5 separate regions of the Mus musculus genome follow, and all the other regions are linked to region 1. Evidence: chromatin contacts called from public promoter capture Hi-C data. All regions are on one chromosome and are shown on one strand. The core of a region is the stretch at or near the end of the contact, and the rest is flanking DNA. Distances in the headings are between cores, read along the strand shown.

Region 1 (3,502 bases), core at 719-3,218:
CCCACTGACCCAGGGGACAAATATCTGTGTTGTGGTTATTCCAACAGTGTAGCTGTCCCAGTCAATTCTTAAAACTTTGGGTTTTATAGAAGAGGAAACCAAGATACACAGAATCTACCTGTTTGTGCAGGTTACACTTCTACACACCATTTCTACCTTTCCCACGTGGAATTGCACCTTTTAATTCACTATTCTATTGAATGTACTCTTACTAAACTAGTCTTCCTGGATTTTATCAAGTCTACGGAAAATAACATGAATTTCTTACATCAACAGGACCAACCAAGCAGGATCTAGGGACGAGCTACTTCATGGACCTAGATGATAATCAGTTATAATAGCACCCATAGCTGCAGCTACGTTCAGGCCAGGCTAGTGGGACTTTCCTTCTTTGTGAATTAGACAGCCTGGGACCAAGGATTTAAAAGTAGAGTCCAAGACACTTTTTCATGCAGAATCCAGTGTTAAGAGATGGTAGGAACTAAGTGATCAATACCTGTTAAACTGGGGGGAAAAATCTATTCCCAGAAACCAGTGAACCAAGGGAAGTAGCTTGCACATATACAGCGATAGGGCACTGTGATATGAAACGGTCACCGTGGAAACTTTAAAGATGAAGTATTAGTGGCAAGGGGGCAAGGTTAGCAGCTGTGGTGACTGCTTATGAAAATAATCATCTGCTCAATCAGTCATCTGTATTTACTGAGCTGCCATCATCCCAGGAAGAGTTGGAGGTGACATGCACTGAGAAAAATGTCAAATGCCATTCTGTTTCTACACATTTCATTAACTTTGCTTTCCAAATAGTCCGGTCCAGTGCGACAGTGGCTGCCCTGCGCCAACACATTAGTGAATTAATGCATTTGCCTTCAAGCAAACGGAAAAAAAAAAGAGGATCTGGGGACAGGAAGAACCAGTTGAATGGGAAAAAAGACATGTCTGTAACATTAGCAACATAGCATTTCCATTGCACTTTTACTTGTAAGCCACTTTTGCCTGGGTGGTCCCCCAGTTTTATCTCCAATAGCCATAAGACAGTTTATGGTTTTATTCAACTCAAGAGGAAACCAAGGCTCAGAAAGCTTGATTAACTTGGGTTACACAACGCATGTCAGTTACAGACAGGGTGAAGGAACTAAGAACCCAGGCTTCCTGCTTTCCTGTCCATTGAGTCCATCCACTGAGCCACAGGGCCCAGGAGTTATCTAGTAGCTTAGAAGTTGGGGGTGGGAGGCCCTGGCTCAGGCAGCTCACTCTACACACCTAGCTGTGAACCTGTTGCCCTCTTGGCCAAGGTGGGTGGCTCCCTGCGGTTTCAGGCTCAAGGAGGTTTATAGAAGAAGGCGCTCTCCTCGGTGGGAGTCAGATTACTTACTCATACTGCCCATTCCTCCGGGCTAGGGTCAGGACGCAGGGTTCCCGGAGGGGACCCTTCATCTCCAAACCCGCCACCATATGCAGGCACTGGTCAAGGATCTCTAATTTTTCTTTTTCTTTCTTTTCTTTTCTTTTTCTTTTTTTTTTTTTTTTTTTTTTTTTTTTGCAAACGCAGCCAAATTGGGGTGACGCGGGGCCAGACTCATATCGTCAGCTCTCCTCAGCTATCCCAGCGTCCACTCCTGAGCAGGTCCCCTTTCCCTACTCTGCTCGCCCTAGGACATGCTGCACCCCAACCCGCACCCCACGCCCTTACGGCCTCCCTTCCCCTTCCCCCCTTCTCTCAGACGGATACTGCCAGGGGCTGAGCTCCAATCGGGAGCCGCGGCTCCATCAGGGCGGCCTCCAGGCTCTGCGGGGCTGCGGACTGCCAGCGGATTCCACGACACCACCTCCTGCGGCCTGCCGCCGGCCTGCCTCGCCTAGGCGGAGAGGAAGGGCTCCAGCGCTGGGAGCCTGGAAGCCCGGGAGCCCGGGAACCCGGGAGCCCGGGAGCCAGCCGGGGAGCTTTAGAGCCGGGAGGAGAGAGACTGACCAGAGAGAGAGAGCGGCGCCTCCCGCCCCCGCCCGCCTGCCAGGCCGCCGCAGATTTCGCCCCCTGCGGCCAACCTGGGGAACTGCAGCTAGGCACCCGAAGGACTTGGGGACTCCATAGCAGGTCCCTCTTCAAATTGCTATCTGCAACATCCTAGAAGGGATCTGAGGACTTTGAAGATGCTCAGAGAAAAGAAACTGCTACACCAGTTGAACTGGGCCTATAGGACCCACAAGCATACTATTCTCCCACCCCCAAATCCTTAAGGTTTTGAAGGTTATGAAGCCTTCTATTGATCATCGTTTAAGGTGTTTTCTCTTTCCATTTCTTTCTTCTATCCCCTAAATTGGAAAATGACTCATAGCTCAGCCTTCTGTTCTTCTATTTCCCATTTTTCATCCTCTCCAGGTGACTTCCAAGTGTATAAAGTTCAAGCACACAGGGTGAGTCTAGGCCTCTTAGTGTAGCCCATTGTGAAAATACTTCTCATTGACAAAACTAACTCACCTTTTCACTCTGCCACCAGCCCGGAAATTTAAAGCTACAAGCTATCTTCCTCTTATCTTCTCTCCTCCTCCCCACCCCCCACCCCCCCCCCCCCGCCATCACTCTACTATGATATCCCATCTGGGTTACTGAATTTCCCTCCAAAGAAATCCTGTTAGTTGCACTTCTCCTTTAAGCTAGCTTCTTTCTTTCTTTCTTCCTTCCTTTCTTTCTTTCTTTCTTTCTTTCTTTCTTTCTTTCTTTCTTTCTTTTTCTCTTTCTTAAGATCTATTTATTTATTATATGTAAATACACTGTAGCTGTTTTCAGACTGCTCCGGCCCCACTCGCCCAGCCCTCTTGCTGCTTTGTTCAGACACCCAAGAAGAGGGCATCAGATCTCATTACAGATGGTTGTGAGCCACCATGTGGTTCTGGGATTTGAACTCAGGAGCTTCAGAAGAGCAGTCAGTGCTCTTAAGGGCTGACACATCTCTCCAGCCCCTCCTTTAACTTTTCTTCTCTGTTGAAAGCCACCAAAAGTGCTACTATTTCAGTTGTTTGAATACAGACCAGTGGAATGGAGAATATAGCGCTCAAATACACCCACAGGCTTATAGAAGATTAATACTCAGTATATATGTCATTTCCTATCAGTGAGGGAAGAATCTATTCTTCACTAAATAACACTTGGGATATTGATTTTTCCACATGTAAAATTGTAAAATTTGATTTTCATCTCACACCATGAAAAGGGAAATTAATTTCAGGATATCTTATAGTTGGTAGACAACCTGAGCTTACCAGACAAGCTGTGTGTGCTATGGAGAGGTAAGATTAACCAAGCACTTTAGAGCCCAAAAGATCACAAATGAGTCCCAGATATTTGACAGTAAGCTTTTTATACTTTTGGATTTGTTTTGTTTTGCTTTCACCTGATTGTAATCATGTTCTGGTTCTTCTCTCTGGAATAAGAAGGCATGGAACTTGTTTTGGATTTTTTTTCCATTTTTTATTAGGTATTTAGCTCATTTACATTTCCAAT
Region 2 (3,502 bases), core at 559-3,058, 780 kb before region 1:
ACAATCCCTTCAAAAGGCAAACTGCGGGATTTTGGTTGTGACATAAAGAGAATACACGAAAGGTAATATTGTCCCCAGAGACTCAAGAGTTCCCCTTTTACAAAGGCTCTCAGTCTCTAATCTTGGTAAAATAATTCTAAAACAGACTAAAGGGCAAGCTTGAGGTCCATTGTGTTAGCATTTGAGGGAGAGCTGATAGGGAGGCAAGGTGTAAGATTCGCCAGCTACCGGGAGGAGGAGGGAGGAGGGAGCTACAGAAGGGTTGGCAGCCATGCCTTCAGAATTAGGAGGTGGAGCAAGCAGGAGTGCACAAAAATGGGGACAGAGCAGTAGCCGCAAAGGGACAGGAAAACATTTAGATGTGAGATGAGAAAGCCCAGCGTGTTAGGGGCAAGCAGGCTCAGGATTTCCGCCAGCACCCAGAGAACAGAAAGAAAGGGAGAGGTGGGGCTCAGCGAGGCCTCAGAGCAGCAGGTAGACTTAGGGCGGACATCAGCACCACCTGCACTGGGGATCATTTCCCTCCCGTGTCCCTAGCGTGTCTGGCGGTGACTGAGCTTTCCTGACAGGTGTCTACTGGCCAGATGACTTAAAGCTCTGTTGGATTATGTCTGAAGGAAGGGGCACACTAGTATGTAACATGTAGGTTTCCTGAAAATGTCCTGGTATCTACCCAGGGCCAGGGGTGTACTCCAGACTCTATTCTTTTCATCAGAAGTAGCTTTCCCTGATCCTGTCACATTTTCAGGTGGCCTTTCAAATGTTCAGCCGGAGTAAAGCTAATTTTGAATCAAGCCTTAATGTCTTCAAATCCAGCTAATGTCTGACCAGGTACATCACGGTACAGCTAAGGACTAGGAGCAGAAGCCCAGGAGAGGAGAAAAATCATTGTGAGGAAGGGCAGACACACACACGATCGGTATGTGACCGTGACGAAGAGCACAAGCCCCACAGTTTTGAAGTGCTGCAGCATGTGACCTTAAGCAAGTCCAGTAACCTGTCTGCGCCTCCGTTTCTTTGACATCGTGATAGGTTGACTGTGGAATGAACTGTCTCTGAGCAGCCAAGTAGCAAGGTTTTGAATAGAATGAAAGGCAAATACCAATTCTAAGAAGCGCTGAAGGCAACTGAAAAGTGGACCTGTGAGCAGAGGAGCTTCCAGAGTGTGAGGTGATGAGCTTGTTCAGAAGCGATGACCAGGGGCACTAAATAACCGGGGGAGGGGGCATAGGGAGGAGAGGGGAAGGGGTGGAGAGAGGAGAGGAGAGGGATGAGGAGGGGAGGGGAGGGGAGAGGGATGGAGAGGGATGGGGAGGGGAGGGGAAGGGACGGGGCGGACTCTGAAAGGCACTGCTGGAGAAAAATGGGGACCTCACCAACAAAGATCCAGGCGCTGTGCTTGTATTCCGAGTGCCAAGACACCTTTTCCGCCACTCCAAGTTGAACCTCTCGCTCATTCAGTTCATTGATCAGCTTCACCTTAGTCAGAGGGCTGCGCGGGTGGCAGGCAAGCCGGTAAGTGCGATAAGTACTTTTCCTCCCAGCCCGCCCTCTCCCTACCGAGCTTCTCCCGCCCGGAGGCCCGGAGGGCGAGGACCGGTCCCCGCCCTTTCTGGGCGGCCATCCTCAAGCCACTCTCCCTTCCGCGGAGAACACTCCCGCCCCTATCCGCAGAGAAACAGAATCCTTACTTCATATTCGCATCTTCGCGCGGCTCGCTTCAGACGACAACAGCTTCCGGGTGAGGCTCCAAAGCGCTCCCGCGACCCGAACACCCAGCTCAGATTGGAGCACGGGGCCCGCGAGGCGGAACTTCCGCCGGAAGTTCCGGCCCGCTAAGCCCTGGCGCCTGCGCAGTAAGGTGAAGGTGCTTTCTCAGGCATTCGCTCCTGTGGAGGGACAGTTCCCAAGTCAGTCCCCGCCCCCTTTTTGATGGAGAGCGATGGGGGGACCCTGTGTTCCTCTGCCAGTCGGAATTAAATGCCCACGTATAAACAAGCAGGCAAAAATTAGCATTGTCAAACTAGTACCTATCAACTAAAGAGTTAGAGAACTTAAAGGTTGTGAATGAGAGACAATTTATGCACGTTATCTCTGTTAGATCTCAAACCCCAGGCTAAGGCTCACACCATTGGCTCCTCCCAGCACTCCTCACCCTGCCCCTACCCTAAACCTCTGCCTCCCAGGGGGCGGCTCACTTTCTGCCATTTGCATTTTTCATTCAATCTCTTGTTTGTTTCCTTGTGTAGCCTTAGCTGTCTTGGAACTCGCTCTGTAGACCAGGCTGACCGCCCAACAACCCCATGAAATACAGTTACCATCCCCATTTTACAGAGGAAAAAAACTGAGCTTCAAAAAAATTAGCTTGAAGGTCTAGAGAGGTGGCTCAGTGGTTAAGACCATTTGCTGATTTTTTTCCAGAGAACCTGCACCCAAAACAGGTGGCTCACAACTCCAACTTCAGAAGATCCTCCTCTGGCCTCTGTGGGCACTTGCACTCACATAATTTCTGTCTTCTTCAGATAGAAATTCAGTTTTTCCAGCATATTTCTTAAGTAGGTTATTTTTTTCCCAATATATGTTTTTGCTTCCTTTGTCAAAAATTAAATAGGAATAGCTTTGGCATTTTATTCTGGATTCTCTTATTCTATTTCATTGATATTAATGTCTACTTTTATAGCAATACCAGGCTGTCCTTATGACTATAGGTCTATAGTAAAATTTGAGGTCAGGTCCTATAATGCTATCAGCATTGTTCTTATTCCTTGGGATTTCTTTTCTACCTATTGTCTTTTGTAGTTCCATATCAATTCTTGTGTTATTTTTCTAAACCTGTGAAATACATCAGAATTTTGAAAGGTGTTGCATGAAATCTGCAAATTAATTTTGGAAGTATACCCATTTTCACAATATTTATTCTACCAATTCAGAAGCATGGAACTCTCTTTTTCCCCCTGAGACGTGGTCTCACTATAGAGCTTGTGACTCTCCTGGCATTCACTTTGTAGAGCGGGCTGGCCTGAAATTCACAGAGATCCACCTGTCTCTGCCTCCCAAATGTTGTGGTTAGAGGCAGTATGGAACTCTTAAGGTAAGAGACAACATGTAATATTCTCTTTTGAGGCTGATCAGAATATTACGTCTCCATCATTAGGGCCAGAGGTAGAACTCAGAATCCATTCTTTTAACAAGAGGAAGTAACTTTCTCTTAATGAGCTTTAACAAGGCTCTGATACCTCCACCTTTACATATGGCATTCTAAACCTTAAAGAAAGGAAAGATTATTCTAATGGAGGGGCCCATCCTCCAAACTTACTAATGTCTGTCTAGCTACCTAACAAAGAGAAAACATGATGACACATAATGTGTGATATTACCCCATATAGAAGATTTCATTCATCCTGCATATGTCTCTATCAGCATCTGGTCATGAACCATAATGTTCTAAAAGTGAAGGTCCAGAGATGAGTGATGAGTAGTCTAGGAGAGCCTTATTCAGAGC
Region 3 (3,502 bases), core at 554-3,053, 710 kb before region 1:
GCAGCCAGCCTGATCTATATAGCGAAACCCTGTTACAAAAAAAAAAAAAAAACCAATAAATTCACAAATATAATCTAACAAAAGACAGTAATTGCCATTCTTCCTATCTTTTCTGCCCAATCATCTGGTGGATGAAATTGAATACTTTGTTAGAGAAAAATGAAGTGTTAAAACGTAGAGCAGTCTATGAGATCAAGAGAAGCACAGAAAACAATCGCATGTGTGTAAACAACTTGTAAAAGCTGTTGGAAGTGAGAGAACTTAAGCCGGGTTTCCACAGAGCCGACTGAATCTGGTTAGGTGCAGGGAAGGAGGGGCTGGCGAGATGGCTCAGCGGGTAAGAGCACTGACTGTTCTTCCGAAGGTCCTGAGTTCAAATCCCAGCAACCACACGGTGGCTCACAACCATCCGTAATGAGATCTGATGCCCTCTTCTGGAGTGTCTGAAGATAGCTACAGGGTACTTACATATAATAAATAAATAAATCTTTAATATAAAAAAAAGGAGCAGGGAAGGGAGACATCTAGGTGGGGTAAGATGTGCAAATGCGCACACTCATGTAGAAATGTGCACCAATGGTTTGTACTGAGACAGAAATGAAGGACCCGAGCAGAATAAGCAATAAATTTGTTGGCTGAAACAAGTAAAAGGGGTAGATTCTACTGGAAGGCTTGGAAACAAGGTGCTGGAGGAAGACTAGATCTATTAATAGGCAAGTGAATTAAGGTAATAGCCTATTGTAATTAGCTACTAGGGACCCCGAGCACGGTGGATTGCAAACAGAAGAGGTAGGAAAATAGCTTAGGAGAGTGGGAAGCAGGCAAAAAAAAAAAAAAAGAATGCTAATTGACAATGAGGTTAAACTGTTGAGACATTGACAAAAGACACTTCATGATATAAATGAAGAGGAGGAAAGAGTTAATTTCTAGTCTAGGCATCTCTATGGTTTGGGCAAGGACACACTGGTAGAAAACTATAAATGTCCCTGCTACTACCTTGTCTGAGAAACAAAATTCATGTTGATAATAGCTGTGATCCCAATCAAGTAACTGAACTGCATTTTAATAGATGCCTTCAATGCCTGAACCTCACGAGTGACAGGGGGATAGGAAGTGATGGGGAGCATCTTTCAACAGCATCCCTCACACTTATACAATGGAGGGGGTTGCTTACTCCGCTTACAATCACTGCCGCCGTTGCAAACTTCACCCTTAGAAAAATTAGGATTATTCCGGGAAAGATACCCATTCACCCTCTGGGTGCAGGATCTTGCCAGTTCCTCGGCTGTCAGAGCGAGTTCGTAGAGAGAAGGGAGGCGCCTGAAGGAGGCGGCCTCCCGGGGGGTCGAGGAAGCAGAGCTCAATCGAAGAAGTAAAGCCACCGATGCCAGAAGAGTGAAAGACAGGGAAGGGACTCAGCTGAGGGGAGAGAGAGAGATCAAAGGACCGTTAAGCCCCTCCCAGGCCGGGAACCAAGCCAACCCGGCCCCGCGCGGCCTGGCGCGGCCCAGCCCCGCTCCCCAACCTGGAAGTCCAGGAGCATCCCCCTCACCTGCTCAAGCTCAGCAGACGACTGGGAAGCGGAGGCTACCACAGTAGGAAACGCCACCGCAGCGCCAACCCGGAAGCATTGAAACCGACGGAAGTAACCAAGGCGTCGCCTCGGCAACAGTGGCGCAGCCATCCTAAACTCCGCCCACTCCTAGCCTGGAAAAAGCAAGGCGCGAATGAAAGGAAACCATTAAATTCAAAAGGCCAGAGTCCAGAATCCTGTGCAAAAAGGTCGGCAGCTAGCCACCCGCCTTCCTGCAGGCTTCGGGAGAGAGAGCTAAGGCGTGGGAGTGTAGTAGCTTGTGCAGCTTAGGTGCTCACCAGTGAGAGCAGAGGAGGCGCCTTGTCACCCGCCCACGCTGCATTTACCAGCCAGAGCAGAGGCTCTGCTTTGCCTTTTTAAAAAAATGAGAGAAGGTGGGTGGGGCGTCACGTGGAGGGAGGTGGAGTAAAAGGATTTAAGATACGAGTGGGAGAAGAAGCTCTTTTGTCTTTTTCTGGAACCCTTTTTTAGTGGGTTGCCTCATTAAGCCTTGGTATGAAGGTTTGTGCCTAGTCCTATTGTATCTTGATATGCCATGTTTGGTTGATATCCCTGGGAGGCTGGCTCTTTTCCGAAGGGAAACAGAGAAAGGAATGGATCCGGGAGAGGGGACTGAGAGGAGGATGGGAAAACTGGTTAGGATGTTAATATATGAGAGAAGACGAAGTAAATATTTTTCTAAGTGAGAGATTTTTAAGATGCAACTGAGGACTAGAAGCTGAGCAGAATTTAGAGACTGAACCTACGGTCAGAAAGGGAAATAAAAATGGGGGAAGCAAATAACCCTTATCTGGTGAATGTCAGACAGCAGTCGCTGAAAAATTATGAACATGCCTTGTTCTCAAAGCCCAGAGACAAACTTGGGAACAAGTTGGAAACAGAAAGGGCACCATGAAAAGTTAAAACAAATGAATCTGGAGAAAATAATGGAAAGAGTGTAGCTCTTAATCCGCACCTCACGATCAGCTAAGTCAAGTTTAAACGCCAGCTTCGGATCCCAGTTCTCAGGGCCATTAGAGGAGAACTAGACACTTCTGGGGGAATCCATTAGCTATATTAAGGCTACACCCATTACTTTTAACGTGTCACAGTTTCCACAATCACATGAGAGTTAATAAAAGTGTTTGTTGTTTACATAAGTATAAATAGGTGACTTCAAGGCCTATGGTCCTAAGAGATTATTTGTTGAATGGATGAATTTTTAAATTCATTTATTCCAAAAGAATCTTCCACATCTCATTCACATTTTTTCACTTAAATTCTTACAGCAGCACACATTATAATAGATAGCGTTGGTTCTGTGATGGCAAGAGCTTTTTTTTTTTTTTTGCTTGCTATTTCCTTATAAAGTATAAAGTTGATATACTTATTTTCCCGTCCTAACAACTAAGAAAAATAAGGTCATAAAAGTTAAGCAGAGTTTTGTCATAACTGGCAGAATTCAGATTTCACCTTGAGACTGACTTCAGAGCCCAAGCTCTCTGTTAATGTCAGAAATGTCATTAATCCAGAGATGAGAAAGACCTCATGCATTCCAACTTGTGAATCCTCTGAGGCTAGAGAAACATCTCAGCAGTTAAGAGCACTAGCTGCTCTTCTAGAGAATTCCCACCACTCAATTCCCAAGGCTCAAATAAACCTCTGTAACTCCAATCCCAAGGGAGCAAATGACCTCCCAGGTAACTTCATAGGGTGTGCAGAAACACATGTAGACAAAACACCTATACACATAATTTTTTTTTTTAGTTTTAACGGTGAATTCTCTTTCATTTTAGACATCAGCGAAGCAACACCCTTTCAGACAAATGAGGGATGGAAAACTATACCTTACAGTCCTTATAACTTGGAAGGTTGGGACTCTTTTCAGTGACATGAAGTATTTGTGCAGCTGACGCCTAGGTTTGTGTC
Region 4 (3,502 bases), core at 505-3,004, 680 kb before region 1:
CGAGCCCAAGGCTTCCGTGCCCTGGATAGTAGGGACCCGAAGCCCGATGGTGCACGGCCCACCATCTTGTTTCAGGCCCCGGGAAGGGAAAGGTCGCCTGGGCAACGCGGAGCATGGGGTGCTTGTGGCGATCGCCGGCGGCTGCCTCCCAGGCCTGGACCGGGCATGGGTGGCCGCGTGGGCCCGGGTTGGGCGCTAGCCTGGCCTCCGAAGGCCTGGGAGGCTGTCCGGGCCCCAGGACCTCTCTGGCTTTGCTTTCTGGAGTCAGCCCCTGGGGCTCTTTTGTACATTGGATAGCGACGGGACCCCCCCCCCCCCCCCCCCCGGCTGCGGATCTCTTCAGTCTTGGGAAAGGCTGATGGTGCATGCCGAACGAACTTTCCACCCTCGGGCTCCTGCGGCCCTTAAGTTATACCTTACCCCTTACCCAGAACTGCTAGCGGGTTTGCCATGCTAGTAGGGCACGGCATTCTTCCCAAAGGAACTGCCCTTCTCTGTCACAGAAATCTTTCTCTCCGCGGGTTATTGTCTAGATTCTAGAAAATAAAAAACCCAGACTGGAGAGACGTGGACTTAGATGCACGATTTTCCATCAGTAAGCTGTGCAGGGTTTTTCGTTTTTAAGCAACGGGGGAAGCATTTCATTCGGAGGAGGAAAGCCTGCTGCAGACATGGAGTCCCTTTCAATGCTCCTCAAGTTTGAATTCTTTTAGGAAGAAGTCTCAATGTGAAGTGAAGCAGTTTCTCCCAGATGTGGAAGATCTTTATCCAAGGACCTCTCTTTGTTTGAGAGGATCAGCTAAGTCTATGAGCTTGAATTTTTGATTTTGTTGTTTGGGGGTTGGATTATCAGTTTCAGTGCCTTTTAGCTCCTCTAAAACTGTATTTGATACATAAATCCAGTTTTAAGCTACAAAAGTTTCCTAGGTATTTGTGAGGTGCCTAAAAGAGATACAGTGTGATTCAAGCCATCTTAAAGTAAAATAAATAAATAAATAAAAATAAAAGAAACACTGTATCTACGAAGGTGCTAATCTGTGCCTTTGCTTTAATAGCCATACAAATGCAATTGTGATAACATTTGATTGAGTGTTTGTTTGCTGCCACTCCTCTACAGGGTTGTAAGGTATTAAAGAACTGTTTTGAGATGAAGAACTAGCTTCAAGAGGTTTTGTGGTCAGTAAATAGAGCCACTTGTGGTGGTTTTAAAATTACCTGTGTGTGAGTCTGTGTGTGTGTGTGTGTGTGTGTGTGTGTGTGTGTGCGCACGCACACACACACACACACACACACACACACACACACACACACACACACACGTTTGTCCTCACAATTTGAAGGTCAGATGACAACATGGTAGTTGTAAGTTCTCACTTTCTACTGTCTAGGTCCCACAGGTAGATCTCTGATCATCATTTTGGGGAACAGACCCCCTTACTTACTGAGCCAGTCTCCAGACCTCCTGCTGTTTGGGTTTATTTGTTTGTTTTTGAGAGGGTCTCATATAGCCTTGTATTTGATATGTAACTAAGGCTATCCATGAACTCCTGATCCTGCTGCCTCAGGATTCCAGCTAAGAGCCTTCATCCCTGTCACCTTAAAACCAGTTCTTATTTATTTAATTTTTTTTTACAGTCCAGATTTTATCCCCCTCCCGGTCCACCATCTTACGGTTCCACATCCCATACCTCCTCCCCCCCATCTCCACGAGAATGTCCCCATCCCCCCACCCCCACCTCACCAGACCTCTCCACTCCCTGAGGGAGGACTCCAGTTTCTTGAGGGTTAAATGCATCTTAAAACCAGTTCATACGCCAGTACTTTCTAGCTTTTGCCTAAGGTTCAATTCATTAAATAATGCCTCATTTATTTTATAGGCATGTCGAAGTTCCAGAGAAAGAAAAGCAAGGAGGTTTGCCTAAAATTTTTAAGAAGTGTTACTCAATTCCCATCTCTACATTTAAAAAAAATCATTTTCCTATTTTTTAATACTTATTATATATACAGCATCCGAACTGCATATATGCCTGCAGGCCAAAAGATGGCATCGGATCCCATTACAGATGGTTATGAGCCACCATGTGGTTGCTGGGAACTGAACTCAGGACCTCTGGAAGAGCATCTTGAGTTCTGGAAGAGCCACATGTGCTGAGCCATCTCTCCAGCCTCTTGTCGCTACAGTTTTTAAAGATGTTATATTGTTTGTACATTTTAGCATTTGAATAATACTATATCCAAGTACGTTTAAAAGCTGAAGAAGAGCATTGGAAAAAGTACTGATAATGAAGAACTGCCAACCTCAGCTTTTCCTATTTAATCCCTTTGCTCCAGTTTCCTAAAATTCCCAATATAGGCTGGCCTTTTCAGCCCAGCGTTTCGCCACTTAACATTACCTTTTTATGAAGGGAAGGGATTCTACGCCTTCCTATTCTTCCACTTATTTTATTTTTCTAGGAGAACACTTAGAACCATACAGAATTTTTGGAAGTACTAGGGATCAATTTGTATATATTAATTATAGCTGAATAATTTTTTTCTTTCTGTTTTCAGGGAGGACTTTGTCTTTCTGGAGCCAGGAAGGTGATGTAATTGCTACCACCAAACCTGAGAACTTGAGCTCAATCGCAAGGACCCATATGGTAGGAGAGAAACAACCCCTTTAGGTTGTCTTCTGACTTTCACACACACACACACACACACACACACACACACACACACACACACACATTTTGAACGATAATTGGTTTTTAGATTAAATTAACTAGTACTTTAGGAAGCCTTGACAAACCCAGTAACTTGAATAAAAATGTACCTCTAGGCTTTTAAAATTTATTCTCTACAAATTGCTTTTACTTTAATAATTGACATAAAGATAAAAGGGTTACAGCAACAGCTATTTGATAACAATTTAGACATGATACTCCTTTTTTATACCATCAAGGCACGATGGTGCATACCTGTGATCTCAGCAGTTGGGAGGCAGAAGCAGGAGGATCACAGCACGTTTAAAGCCAGACCAGTGTACAATTAAACCTTCAAGCTAACCAGGGTAACAAAACCCTGACTCAGAGAGAGAAAGAGGAACAGTATGAAGTGGGAGGAGAGAGAGGAAGAGAAAAGTGGGGAATGAAAATATAAACAAATGCATTTAATTCTTTTTCTATTGTCTATGCATGTGTGTATGTACACACACACGCACCTGCATGCACAAGTATGCCAAAGCATTCATGTAATGGTTAAAGGACAACTTACATAGTTGGTTTTCTCCTTCCATTATGTAAACTCCAAGGATTGAACTCAGATAATCAGGCTTGGTGGCAAGTGTCTTTACTCACTGAGCCATCTGCCTTACCTAACTAAGGCATTTTAGGAGCTGAGATGTCTGCTTTTTCCTCTCAATCCTAAGTATAAATCCCAGGCTGTTGTGCGTGCTAAGTAAATGCTCTGTTGTTGAGCTACATACCAGCTCTTGATTTTCCAAGCCCAAGTTTTACTATGTAGC
Region 5 (3,502 bases), core at 710-3,209, 610 kb before region 1:
ACATTCAACATGAAGAGTCCTTGAAAAAGAAAAAAGACAGATCCCCGCATTGGCTTTAAAAGGCCATCCCTGTCGCCTCAGATTGGAAAGAGCTAAAATAGATCAGAAGTTCAAAAGAATCTATTATCTCCCAGACCCAGAATCTCTCCTTCTCTCTCCACCCATCTTCCTAAAGCACAGTGCTTTGGCTTGTTTGCTGAAGTCATTTTAAAATGCAATCATTTTGATCACCAAGAAATCTTGCACAATTTGGGGTGTTTTGTCATTCTCTCCAGTTCACCAGTCCTTCACTCTGTGTCACTCAGAACACAGGACAGGGCATGTGTCTCCTTCAGCTGTTTGACCAACAAGTTTACCTTCATCTCTGACTTCCCCGGGGGTCCTGCTCAAGCAAAGGCCAGCTATGAGTCTAGAGGACTTGGTGTTTAGTAACCCCGGTGTCTTCTTACAAGCTTTCTATGACACACAAAGCTGTCCTTGCCATACCCCGCTTCCTGCTACCCCCTCCCAACACACTGACATACCCTGTCTTACCGAGTTTCTACTTTCGCTACACTAAATGAACATACAAAAATATTTGTACTTGGCCTATTTAGTAAACTATGTCAAGGCACTTCCCCCTGACCCTCAGAGAAGTTGTTGTGTGTTTCCCAACAAGCCTTCTGAAGACAATGCCAGTAGAATGAGTAATGGGCTCTTCATTCACCAGCTTCATCCAAACCGATCTAAAGCAGCAAGCATCTGGGAGGGACTGCCCCCAAAGAACAAGTTTTGGGAGATTATGAAGAGCCAGCAGGTGACTGTGTCTCAGCCTTTAAAAGGGCTTTGTGACATAACCATGCTCCATGCCACCTCCATCTCAAGTCAGCTCTACTCACAAGTATAAACTGCATTCTAAAATAAAGCCGTGTTCTTGCTCCATTTATTCCCAACCTCTCTAATGTCACAGGGCTTAGCCAGGATGACTTTTTTTTTTCTTTTTTGCAGCCTATTGGCACCCAAGAGGTAGAAAGGACCTCAAAATGTGTAAAGTGCTTTGAGATCCATCCCACAAAACTAGGACCAGAGATGTCTCAGGCCTTTCTGTGTTCAGGGGTGTCTCTCCCGTTTAGGATTGAGAACAATTTCAAACCTGCTTTTCCCGGCCAAAGCTGTCAGGTAGGGGCAAAGGGTAAGAATGCAACCACCCTGGCTTGCCAGAAAATTTGGGTTAGGTGGGGATGGGCCCCTGAAAGAAGCTAAAAGGGTTGTGGATGTGCCCAGGGTCTTGAGCTCGGCAGGTGGCGACACAGCCAAAGCTAGTCATTTATTATCACTAGCAATATACCTCAGGCGGAAACCCCCTCCCAGGTTCCTCCCTGCCCGGACCTGACCAGCAGGATCACCTTGATCTTCTCGCCCTCGATTTCCACGGTCTTCTCCCTGAAGTCCACACCGATAGTGGCCTCAGTCTTGTCTGGGAAAGTACCCCCGCAGAAGCGGAAGGTCAGGCAGGTCTTGCCCACGTTGGAATCCCCAATCACGATGATTTTGAAAATGCGAATCTGCACGTACTGGTCCATCGATGAGTCGAGCTCCAAGGATGCCAAGCCAGCAGCTGAGGCGGGCTGCAGGCTCCCATGGCCCAGGATGGGCTGTGCCATCTCCCCGGGACAGGACCCGGGTCCCAACCCCACTCGAGGGCTCCACACAAAGAAAGCGGCCACGTTAGTGCGCTCAAAGCGAGAGAGCTTTGTGCGTGTGTGTGTGTGTATGTGTGTGTGCTCGCACGCGCGTCTGGAAGTGTGTGTCCGCCCGTGTGTGCGTGCGCCGGCAACGTGTGTGTGCGCGCGCGCGTGAAGAGGGTGCTCTCACCCCAGGCACCCCTCCTCCTTTCCTAGTGCACCCTCCTTTCAGCTCAAAGGCACAGACACAAAAGCTTGAGAGAGAAGAAATGGAGACTGGGCCAGCCTTGAGAGGTCTCCTTCTGCCGGTGTGTGAGCTCTGGGACTGCAGGCTCAGGCTGTGCCGCGCCTTTGCTTAGACCCTCCCCTTCTGGACCCCAGGGACACACTGGAGGGAGAAAGCCTAAGCACAACAGGGAAGGGATGAGGAGTGTGGAACACAGCGCCTCAGGCGAGCCTTCTCTTCTTGTCCCCAGTTCTGTGGTGGGTTTCAGGCTTCCCACCCCTACTTTGAGCGCATAGGCTCGGTGGGCAGTGAGCACAGCTGGGGAAGACAAAGAGCGCTGTACCCTAAGGCATCGCAGGAGAGTTTCGAGTCCGGTGCAGCATTAAGGGGTCGGGATCTGAGATACCTTGTTCACACCTCCACAGCCACTGACAGCTGCGCCACTGTGGTTCCCTGCCTCCCCCCACCAAGTCTTAGGAAAAGGAGGTATTCAGTCTTACTGAGTAAGCAGGTGCACTCTTTGGTGCCCAAGGAATTGGGGAGGACACTGCCAGGACACCAGTGAACGCAGTGGCTTGTGGAGGGCCCCCACGCAGCTGAAAGGAGGCAGACACGGGGCACGGGCGTGAGTGTGTAGGGGGTGTTACTGTTTCTGTCAAAGACTTGCCAGATGTAGGGGGGCTCGTACCAGGCGCCAACCTCCCCTCATCACACCACGAGCACCCACCCTCTGAATGTTCAGGAGGGTGGTTCCCATTGGCTGCCACAGTCGGTTGTGTTTGGCTGGCCAATGAGGAAGGCCCGCCGCGGGAGAGGGCCATACAGAGGCTAGGAGGAGGGGGAACTAGTGGGGACAGTTCCAGCAAAGGGGGACTTTGTTTCTGTGGCTAACCATTACAGGCCCAGGTGAGGGCACTTAGGACACGGCATAAACCCCATGATTCCTGATACACTGAGCCCTTCACAAAGCCATACGGTGTTTCAGATTGGCAGAGTTTGAAGGGGAATTGGAATCCCAAGGAGGGTCCACCCACCCCCTGCAAGTGAATGTAGAATATAGTGGTTGGGTCTAATTTGTCAGAAGCCTAGATTATGCTTGGAAGATGATAAATGAATACAACTTTTTTACGATTTCAGAGGGTAGCTTCCCAAGGCTTACTAACCATCACACAACTTGGTCAAGACCCATATTCCATCTCCCAAAAGTGACTTTCAGGTTTAACATCTGTATGAAGTCAACTTAGGTACGATTTGCATACAACAATGAGTACCCATTTTATGTTTGTTTTAGGAATTTGCTCATCTCCCTTATATTTCATAGGCTAAGGTATCACAGACATATACCATTAGCATCAACATATGAGATATTGCTAATGTCATCAAAGTCAGGGGAGCCAGCAGCACACATGAGCTGCCATTTTGCATGTGAGGCTGATCTACAGGAAGCCTCAGTGTAATGAAATCCATTCCCACTAAGGAAAAATGTAAAAGTAACTTTTGTTCACCTGGTATAATTGTCATCTCAGAGACTTACAGCTTCCATCTGCTAACCTAGGCCTAGGATTGGAAGCTTCTAGACTCTGTATAATCTACTCTAGGCCCAGAATGGTTT

What was found. Promoter capture Hi-C pulls out the DNA fragments that hold promoters and counts their contacts. Capture Hi-C pulls out chosen DNA fragments and counts their contacts.
Region 2: a contact with region 1 is called in a promoter capture Hi-C map of adipose tissue, with 2.9 times the contacts expected there. The contact joins the promoter of Rbmx2 here to the promoter of Ocrl in region 1. A contact is called at or near these places in 4 of 39 promoter capture datasets (erythroid cells, hematopoietic stem and progenitor cells, liver and 1 more) and 2 of 9 other capture datasets (adipose tissue and liver).
Region 3: a contact with region 1 is called in a promoter capture Hi-C map of adipose tissue, with 2.7 times the contacts expected there. The contact joins the promoter of Slc25a14 here to the promoter of Ocrl in region 1. A contact is called at or near these places in 3 of 39 promoter capture datasets (erythroid cells, hippocampal neurons and liver), 1 of 115 datasets of contacts at active chromatin or transcription factors (acute myeloid leukemia) and 1 of 9 other capture datasets (adipose tissue).
Region 4: a contact with region 1 is called in a promoter capture Hi-C map of adipose tissue, with 2.2 times the contacts expected there. The contact joins the promoter of Zfp280c here to the promoter of Ocrl in region 1. A contact is called at or near these places in 1 of 39 promoter capture datasets (erythroid cells) and 2 of 9 other capture datasets (adipose tissue and liver).
Region 5: a contact with region 1 is called in a promoter capture Hi-C map of the HPC-7 cell line. The contact joins the promoter of Rab33a here to the promoter of Ocrl in region 1. A contact is called at or near these places in 5 of 39 promoter capture datasets (the HPC-7 cell line, cranial neural crest, erythroid cells and 2 more) and 1 of 9 other capture datasets (liver).

What each region holds. Positions count from the first base shown.
Region 1 is chrX:47,910,922-47,914,423 of GRCm38.p6, reverse strand. Ocrl (OCRL, inositol polyphosphate-5-phosphatase) reads right to left here and starts at 1,968. Exons shown (of 24, transcript NM_177215.3): 1 at 1,733-1,968; 2 at 1,376-1,455. The coding sequence starts at 1,771.
Region 2 is chrX:48,693,310-48,696,811 of GRCm38.p6, reverse strand. Rbmx2 (RNA binding motif protein, X-linked 2) reads right to left here and starts at 1,808. Exons shown (of 6, transcript NM_173376.3): 1 at 1,692-1,808; 2 at 1,377-1,492. The coding sequence starts at 1,696.
Region 3 is chrX:48,621,879-48,625,380 of GRCm38.p6, reverse strand. It overlaps Slc25a14 (solute carrier family 25 (mitochondrial carrier, brain), member 14), which reads right to left and starts at 1,803. Exons shown (of 11, transcript NM_001166450.3): 1 at 1,553-1,803; 2 at 1,175-1,419. The coding sequence starts at 1,249.
Region 4 is chrX:48,590,810-48,594,311 of GRCm38.p6, reverse strand. Zfp280c (zinc finger protein 280C) reads left to right here and starts at 1,754. Exons shown (of 19, transcript NM_153532.4): 1 at 1,754-2,639.
Region 5 is chrX:48,517,742-48,521,243 of GRCm38.p6, reverse strand. It overlaps Rab33a (RAB33A, member RAS oncogene family), which reads right to left and starts at 1,959. Exons shown (of 2, transcript NM_011228.2): 1 at 1,386-1,959. The coding sequence starts at 1,643.